Linked DNA regions of Mus musculus: region 2 is linked to region 1. A link is a contact called in public promoter capture Hi-C data. All regions are on one chromosome and are shown on one strand. The core of a region is the stretch at or near the end of the contact, and the rest is flanking DNA. Distances in the headings are between cores, read along the strand shown.

What was found. Promoter capture Hi-C pulls out the DNA fragments that hold promoters and counts their contacts.
Region 2: a promoter capture Hi-C map of embryonic stem cells shows a contact between it and region 1, with 3 times the contacts expected there. The contact joins the promoter of Wee2 here to the enhancer-like site in region 1. A contact is called at or near these places in 3 of 39 promoter capture datasets (the 3T3-L1 cell line, cranial neural crest and embryonic stem cells), 2 of 115 datasets of contacts at active chromatin or transcription factors (embryonic hindbrain and embryonic stem cells) and 2 of 9 other capture datasets (embryonic stem cells and pancreatic islet).

Annotation. Positions count from the first base shown.
Region 1 is chr6:39,779,536-39,783,190 of GRCm38.p6, reverse strand. No RefSeq gene overlaps it. Among named protein-coding and RNA genes, the nearest start is that of Mrps33, 30 kb to the left of the region's middle. Within about 2 kb of position 2,085, at least 194 of the 459 cell types and tissues checked have an H3K27ac peak or open chromatin away from gene starts, as enhancers often do. A contact at or near this core is called in embryonic stem cells and pancreatic islet, where this site is marked.
Region 2 is chr6:40,440,916-40,444,570 of GRCm38.p6, reverse strand. Wee2 (WEE1 homolog 2 (S. pombe)) reads right to left here and starts at 1,708. Exons shown (of 12, transcript NM_201370.2): 1 at 1,387-1,708; 2 at 270-637. The coding sequence starts at 593.

The DNA.
Region 1 (3,655 bases), core at 836-3,335:
TTTGGTTTTTGTTTTTAATTTGTTTCTCATTATAGATAGTTGTGAGCCACAATGTGGTTGCTGGTATTTGAACTCATGACCTCCAGAAGAACGGTCAGTGATCTTAGCCGCTGAGCCATCTCACCAACCCAAAGATACTGATTTTTAATTAGTAGATCTCTAATCTATATATTTAGCGATTTCCTTATTAAGTGTAAATTTCACTTAAAACTTAACCTTTGTTGTCATTTTTGTTTTTTACTTCACTCAGCTTATATATTTTCCTGTAATTAGGGTACTTTCCACCAGGTGGCAGTACTGTCCCAGTCATAGTAATCTGTCCAGCAAAAAAATTTCCCTTACAAAGGGTGTTCCAGAACACGGGGATGGCTCACATCACCTAGCAGGTGAGAAGTCCTAGCTTTGGTCCCCAGAACTCCCAAAAAGAAAAGGACAGTATAGCCAGGCACTCAGGACGCAGGGACAGACAGCTCTGTGTAAGTTCCCAGCTAGTTTGGTCTATGTAGCAAGTTTCAGACCTGCCCAGCCTATATATAGTATTTCTTTTTCTATTTTGAAGTGTACTAATATGTAAGTACATTTCTGAACCGAACTGGATATGATATATATTTCCCAAAATAAAATAAAATAAAATAAAAGCTTGTTCTAATCTTCATGGTTTGGCCAACAGTGTCCAAGGCTCGCTCACCAGCACACAGCTTTTCATCAGCGCCTAGGAGCTACACACCTTAAATTACACCCTGAAATCAAAGCTTAACTGGAGGCCACCCCAGTTAGATCAAGTCTGACTGTTGGCAGGCTTGAAGATGGAGGATGAGGCTACCGTAGGCCAATGTAAACACAGGAGGTCCTGACCACTCTGCTAGTGGCTATCTGGGGGGTAAAGTCTATAGTCCCCTGACCCAGGCTGGAAAAGTGAGAAACTTCCAAGTCACACTGATGCTATCTCCCCCACATTCCTAATCTTCTAGGAATTTCAGGGCTGCCTCGCCTCTACCGCCTTGAAATGTTATCTCGTATGAAAAAAAAAGGAGGCAAGAAATGCTATGTCTGGTAGGCCGCTTGCAACTGCAGACTTTAAAAATCCAAGCTGGAAAACAGCCTTAGAGAAGTAGCTAAAACCCCACGCCGAGGCTGTTGACCAGTCTGGCGTGCCAGCGGCTAAGTATTTTACCCTCGGTCCCTTCAGGTACAAATCAAACCGGAGTTACATAGGACTCTTAACAAACATGCTCTAACAGGCACATGTGTGGACTTGTGAAATCTGTGGTCACTTCCTAAGGCCGGGCTCACAAAGCCAGTTCTTAACAAACATGACTAAGAGTAGTTCCTCTTAGTCATGACGCCTGCGTTTCACATAGGTTCCAGAGCGAGGTTTTGCTGGGAGCTGCTGAACCAGTCATTTAGGCTTCTTCTAAGAGTGGATGATTATGAAGGCATATCATAAGTGGAACTGAAAAGCAAATGAACGCATCGCCAACAAAAATACTTAAATAATTTAAATTGGCCTAAAAAAAAAAAAAACACTCACACACAAACAAAAAACAAAAGCAAAAGCAAAAAAGCAAGCCAGCCCACTGTGTCTGCTTCCCGGCTAGCTGACTCTCGTTCTGTACCCTGGGGCTCACAGTTTCCTCCGAAGGAGCTGTTTCTGGTTATTACAGGAAAGGCATTCATTCCCAGGCAGATCTCCCCTACAGTTTAGCTCCTCTGGCCTCACACCCGATGTGTGTTTACCCAGTGTCTCCCTGTCTCTGTGTGGTTGGTGTGTGTGTTTGGGGGATGGGGAGGGGGAGGGGGCGCGTGCGTCAAAGCCAGGACCTCTACCACTGAGTTACGTACTCAGGCCTCTTGTGCTTTATTGTACTTTAGTTTCTGTTGGTTTCCCTGCAAAAGGAGCGACAGAACCTTTTACAACAAACACCAAGCAGTCATATACCATCAGTCCTTAAATCCACGGATATCTTAGTCTCCTCTAGAAGCTCAGAAAGAAAACCAAGAGGAAGAAAAGGAGCACAGAGAACTAGGGGGTGAAAGGTCATTTGTCCGGGGAGGAGAATTTCCCAGTAACACCCCACCCCCTCCCCCCTGGCTTTCTGTGACCGGCAGCTCATCCTGCTGTCAGCAGACAGCCGCTCAAAGCGCTCCTGCTGAGATTTGCAGTCCAACTGGTTCCTAACAGGCAGCAGTTTTAACGACAAGAATCTTTACCTTTGCCTTCCAGACCCAGGAAGAGATAAGTCTGTGTGGCTGCAGGTTCCCCAGCCAGCTGCCTCTAACTCCCGCACTCCGGAGACTAAGGCAGGAAGATCACCAAGCCACAAGTCCGGCCTGAGCTGCACGCATACAACGCGAGACCCTGTCTATACGATTTCATTTTAAAAACAAAAGTTAAATATACACATACCAAAAAAGAAAGAAAGAAAAGAAAAATAGAAGGCTTTATTGAATCTTATCAAGTGGAGATAATGTTCTGAAGTTAAAAATAGGTTTGTAAAAGGGAGCTGGTGGGCACAGCACTCACTGCCCTTGCAGAGAACCCAGATCCAGTTCCTGTCCAGACGTCGCTCACAAGCATCTGTGACTCAAGTCTGGAGCCCTTTTCTGGCTTCCATGGGTCTAGACACACAAAATGATCGTACACATAAACTTTTTAGATATACAAAAGTAACCAGGCATGGTAGCCCATACTTTTAATCCTAGCTCAGGAGGCAGATCTCTGAATTCAAGGCCAGCCTGATCTAAATAACAAGTTCCAGGGATACACAGAGAAACCCTGTCTCAAAAATGAAAAACAAAAAACAAACACACACACACACACACACATACATATATATGTGTGTGTGTACATATATGTATGTGTATATGTATGTGTGTGTATATACATATGTATATGTGCAAGTTGGACAGTTGGTCCAGCTTGAAAGCACTGGCTGTTCTTCTGAAGGGCATGTTTGATTCCCAGCACCCACGTATTGGCTCACTATCATCTATAACTTCAGTTCCAGGGGATCCAAAGCCCTCATCTGACTTCTATGGGGTTCTAGGCACACATAAACATGCAGGTGAAATATTCCTAGACATAAAAAAATAATTCTTTAAAAACACAAAAAGGAACTGAAGGTATAGTATAGTTCAGTGGTAGAGCATGTTTTTAGTATGCAGAAGACCCTAAGTTCCAACCCCAACACCATTTTTTTAAGTAATTGAAACAAACACAAACAAAAGTCAAACAAACAAAACAGCCAGGCATGGATGGCAGCTCATGGTGGGAAAGCAGGGAGATTATGAGTTCAAGTGTTGCCTGCAGAGCAAAATTTTTGTCTCCAAATAAGGTGGGGGCAGATATGGAGCAAAAGGGCTGTGGCCGCAGTTCAACAGCAGAGTATTGGCCCAGCACACTTGCAAAGCTCTGGGTTAGATCCAAGGAAAAGGAAAAGGAAAAGAGGTGGGGGGTGGGGAGGGAAAAAGGAGAGAGGAAGAGGGGGGAGGGGAGAGAGAGGAAGAAACGAAGGGAGAAAGCTAGAAAGGAAGGAATGGCTTAAGTGCATAAAGATTTAAGTTTCTATCACTAAAAAGATACAGGGAAGTTTGCCGTATAAATAAATGTTTGATGATCGAGTCAAAGACACCTCCATTTTCACAGGGCAACAGA
Region 2 (3,655 bases), core at 459-2,958, 660 kb before region 1:
AATATACTTTAAGATCTTTTCAACTAAGATATATGTGCCGCCAATACCAAATAGTTACTGGCTGAGGGAAACAAGCAGGTAGACACTTCATTCTGTTTCATCGTGACTTTAAACTAGCCTTCATTTCCACTAACAAATAGGGAATTGAAGATATATCTAGCCTGTAAGGCAAGTTCATTGCATATATGTAAATGACAAAACCCTCTTCTCCCATCAGCTGACCCTTAGGAGAACAGAGACCTGGTCCCTCCTCTCCAGGGCTTACTCACTTTGGGAGTGGAGAAGTTGGTAGGGACTGGCAGCTTGCTCTTGCTGTGTAATACTGGTGTCTCTGGGCATTTGGGAGGGCCTGAAACTGATTTCCAAAGATCAGGACCTGGACTTTCCTTGTCTCTGCTCAGAGAAGTATGAAGTTCATCTCTGGTAGGAGGCACGGGACCCTCCAACTCCTCACTTTCTTCCCTCCCAGGCTTTTGGCTCTGGGCCCCTCCGATGTCTTGTGCAGTCATCTGCCCTTCACTCTCAGTGTCTTCTTCACAAAAGGAGAAGCTTAATTTCTTGTTCAGTCCCTGGTCAGTCTCTGTGTCGGCCATCTCAGTGCAGACAAGGAGGTCTCGGAGTGGAAAACACTATAAATCTACAGAGGTAAGGAGAAGAAAAAAAAAAAAAACCCAACCTGTTGCACAACGTCTGCTTGCCCTCCCCTCTACCCACCAACAGCTGTGAGACAGGCTGTGGATTTTTTTTTCCCCTTAAGCACCACACTTCTAAGGCCTCAGCATATCCTTATTTCCATTCTGATTAGGGAAATCTCCAGCAACTCTCCAAGCAATTATATCCAGGCCCTCTAAGAACTCTCCTGATGTCCCACAGAGTCTCCCAGTGGCCAATCGCTGGTGACACACTAATAAGATGGTTGGCTTCCTTTCATTTACGAAAAGTGTCCATTAGCCAATTGGGAAGCAAGTTCATTATCAGCAGGAAATGATTTTCTACCCTTTCACATCTGCGGTACTTAGGCACAATCTGTCCTCCGTCATGGCACACCTACCTCTCAGCTAGCAGCAGCAAGCTTACTGAGTCTCAGATTTACAACGGCTTCCCCTTCCTCTTCCATTCTCCCTCTCCCCACTGGTCCCTTCACAGCTGTTCCCACTTCTTCCCATCTCTAGCAGGAACTCATGGAGAGAGCAACCTACATGAAAACCGAGGAGTGAGAAATCCTACCCTCGGCTAAAGGCTTCCTCCTGAGGCAGCGCTTTGGCGGGTGGCCCACTAATGACCTTTCCTTTGTCTTCCTCAGCCCCACCCCCTCACACTGTCCCAGGTACTTGAACAGGCAGTGGGTGGGATAGCCCTCTCCGAATGTGAAGACTCAGTGCCCACCTTTATCAGAGGCTCAGCGTTCCACGGGTGGCCATAAAAAACCATCCAAGGGAAAGGAAGGCACAGGTTACCAACAGAGAAGTCACCATCAGCTGAAATTCTGAGCCCAGGAGCAGGTTCTTGGTTACAAGCCAGTGAACCAGGTGATCTGATCCTTTCCCCACCGCCTCCGAGTAGGTCAGTTCTCCCTTCCTCGCGTCACATCACTTGCCACTTCTTCTCTGGGCCAGCCGGTTGTTGGCCTTGCTCCCAACAGAATAGAGCCTGACATAAAACACCAAGTGTATCCTGGACCTGGAGGCGGGCTTAGCTAGCGCTGATTGGGTGGGTGCTTCCCAGGTAAATCAGATGATCATTGCTTACCACTGTGCGCCGCCTTTCCTCTCTCCCTGTTAGACTTCTTAATTACAAATATAATAAGTGACTTATGGCTAAATTGTTTGCCTGGGGAGGGAACTGGGTCGAGATCTTGTGTTGCCAATGGCAATTCTATTAGACTCTAACTCTACACTCTTCACCACTTGTCAGTTCCATGTTATTCTGGGGTTGAAATCCATGAGAACTGAACAGCCGCTGATTCCCCGTGACCCAAGGAGCGCCCTAGAGTTTCGCGTCTTGCCTCTGCCTGGGGCCTCACCACTTCCAGGGTCAGTTATACTTTGCTCTCCATTCTTTGCCTTCTCGTGCTCTGGAGCAGTCCAGCTCTGCTTCATCGCATCCATTCCACACATCCCTTAATAATCAGGGTAATTTGTTAATGGGGTCTATCAGTAGGAGCAAAAGGGGGCCTTTCCCTTAACACCTGACACACAGTAGATGTTCTGTCCACTGTTTTTGGATAGATTTGGGAGAATAGTATATCTCGGTTCTGTTTAAAAATAGTCAAATATTTCACTTTGAAAAACAAAACAAAATAATGACAAAATAAAAACAAAAACAAAACTGTGTTGCTGCCCAGAAAAATAACCAAAGATCACAAAAGTAAGATGTGTAGCAAGGATTCTGTCCTTGCCTTGCATTCATATCCCTAAGTCTCTTGCTTGGGGGTGGGGGTGGGGGTGGGGGTGGGGGTGGGGGTGGGGGTGGGGGTGGGGGTTGTCTCTTGTAAACATACTCCCAAGTGATAAGGAGAATCCACTCTGGTTCAGGGCCTCAGGAACACTGATGGGAGAAGCAGAAGCAGGAAGATCTGCCAGGCGGGACAAAATGATTTTGTAAGGCGTGATACCTGTTTTCACCACCGGAGGTAGCCTCCTCTTTTGTAAAGGTATAGAGTTACAACCTGGAAGGTGAGAGAAGTTGAGACCATATCACTCCAGGGAAGGTCATATAGACTGGAGGTCCCTCAGTCAAGAGAGAGAATTGTAAAAAATACCTCAACACAAATTCTACCACTTTATTTAAAATTGAATTAAGCCTGTCACTAAGAAAACACAAATTGTTATTTAGAATAGCCTATATTTAATGAGACTATTCCACTGGAAACCACTGGAAAGTCTGACTTCTCAGTAATATTTTTTTTTTACATTTTTCTTTTTAAGATTTATTTTATTTTGTTCGCATGAGTGCTTTGCCTTCATGTATGCATATGTAACATGTTCACATGTGTGGTGCCCATGAAGGTCAAAAGAGGGCATCAGATCTCATGGAACTGCAATTACAGATGCTTGTAAGCCACCATATGGGAACTGGGAGACAAACCTGGGTCCTCTGCCAAGAGCAACACACGCTCTAATCACTGAACCGCCTGTCTCTCTACCCCTATTTAAATTTTTTTTAATGAAATGATCAAATAAGACAGGCTAGTCTGACTGCATTATAACCTAGCCCCAAGCATTATAACAGCTTTATAATCTAGTTACCATTGTTATCTTCAAGTTTCTTTTTTTTTCTTTTTGTTTTTGTTATTTTGAGGGGGAGGGATGCTTGGGTATGTAAAAGCAAATTAATGATTTCATGCCATTTCACCCCTGAATACTTCAGTGCCAAAAATGAACATTTCTAGGTTAACCCATCATTTTGAAATCTCCTGAAATGTAACGAGTGTTTAACGGACAGGGATCTATTGCTTTTCCCCTTGGCTAGGATGAGAAGGTGTTCGTTAAAATAACTGTTGAGGTAGAAAGAATGATGTTTTCCAAGCCACGGACAGTAGAGACAGCATTCCTGGAGCAGGAACACACTTCCAAACTGGCGCACAATTATTTTGACAATGATTTAGGCATCCATCATCTGCTGCCCATTTCTCCACAGAGCAGATATTTTAAAA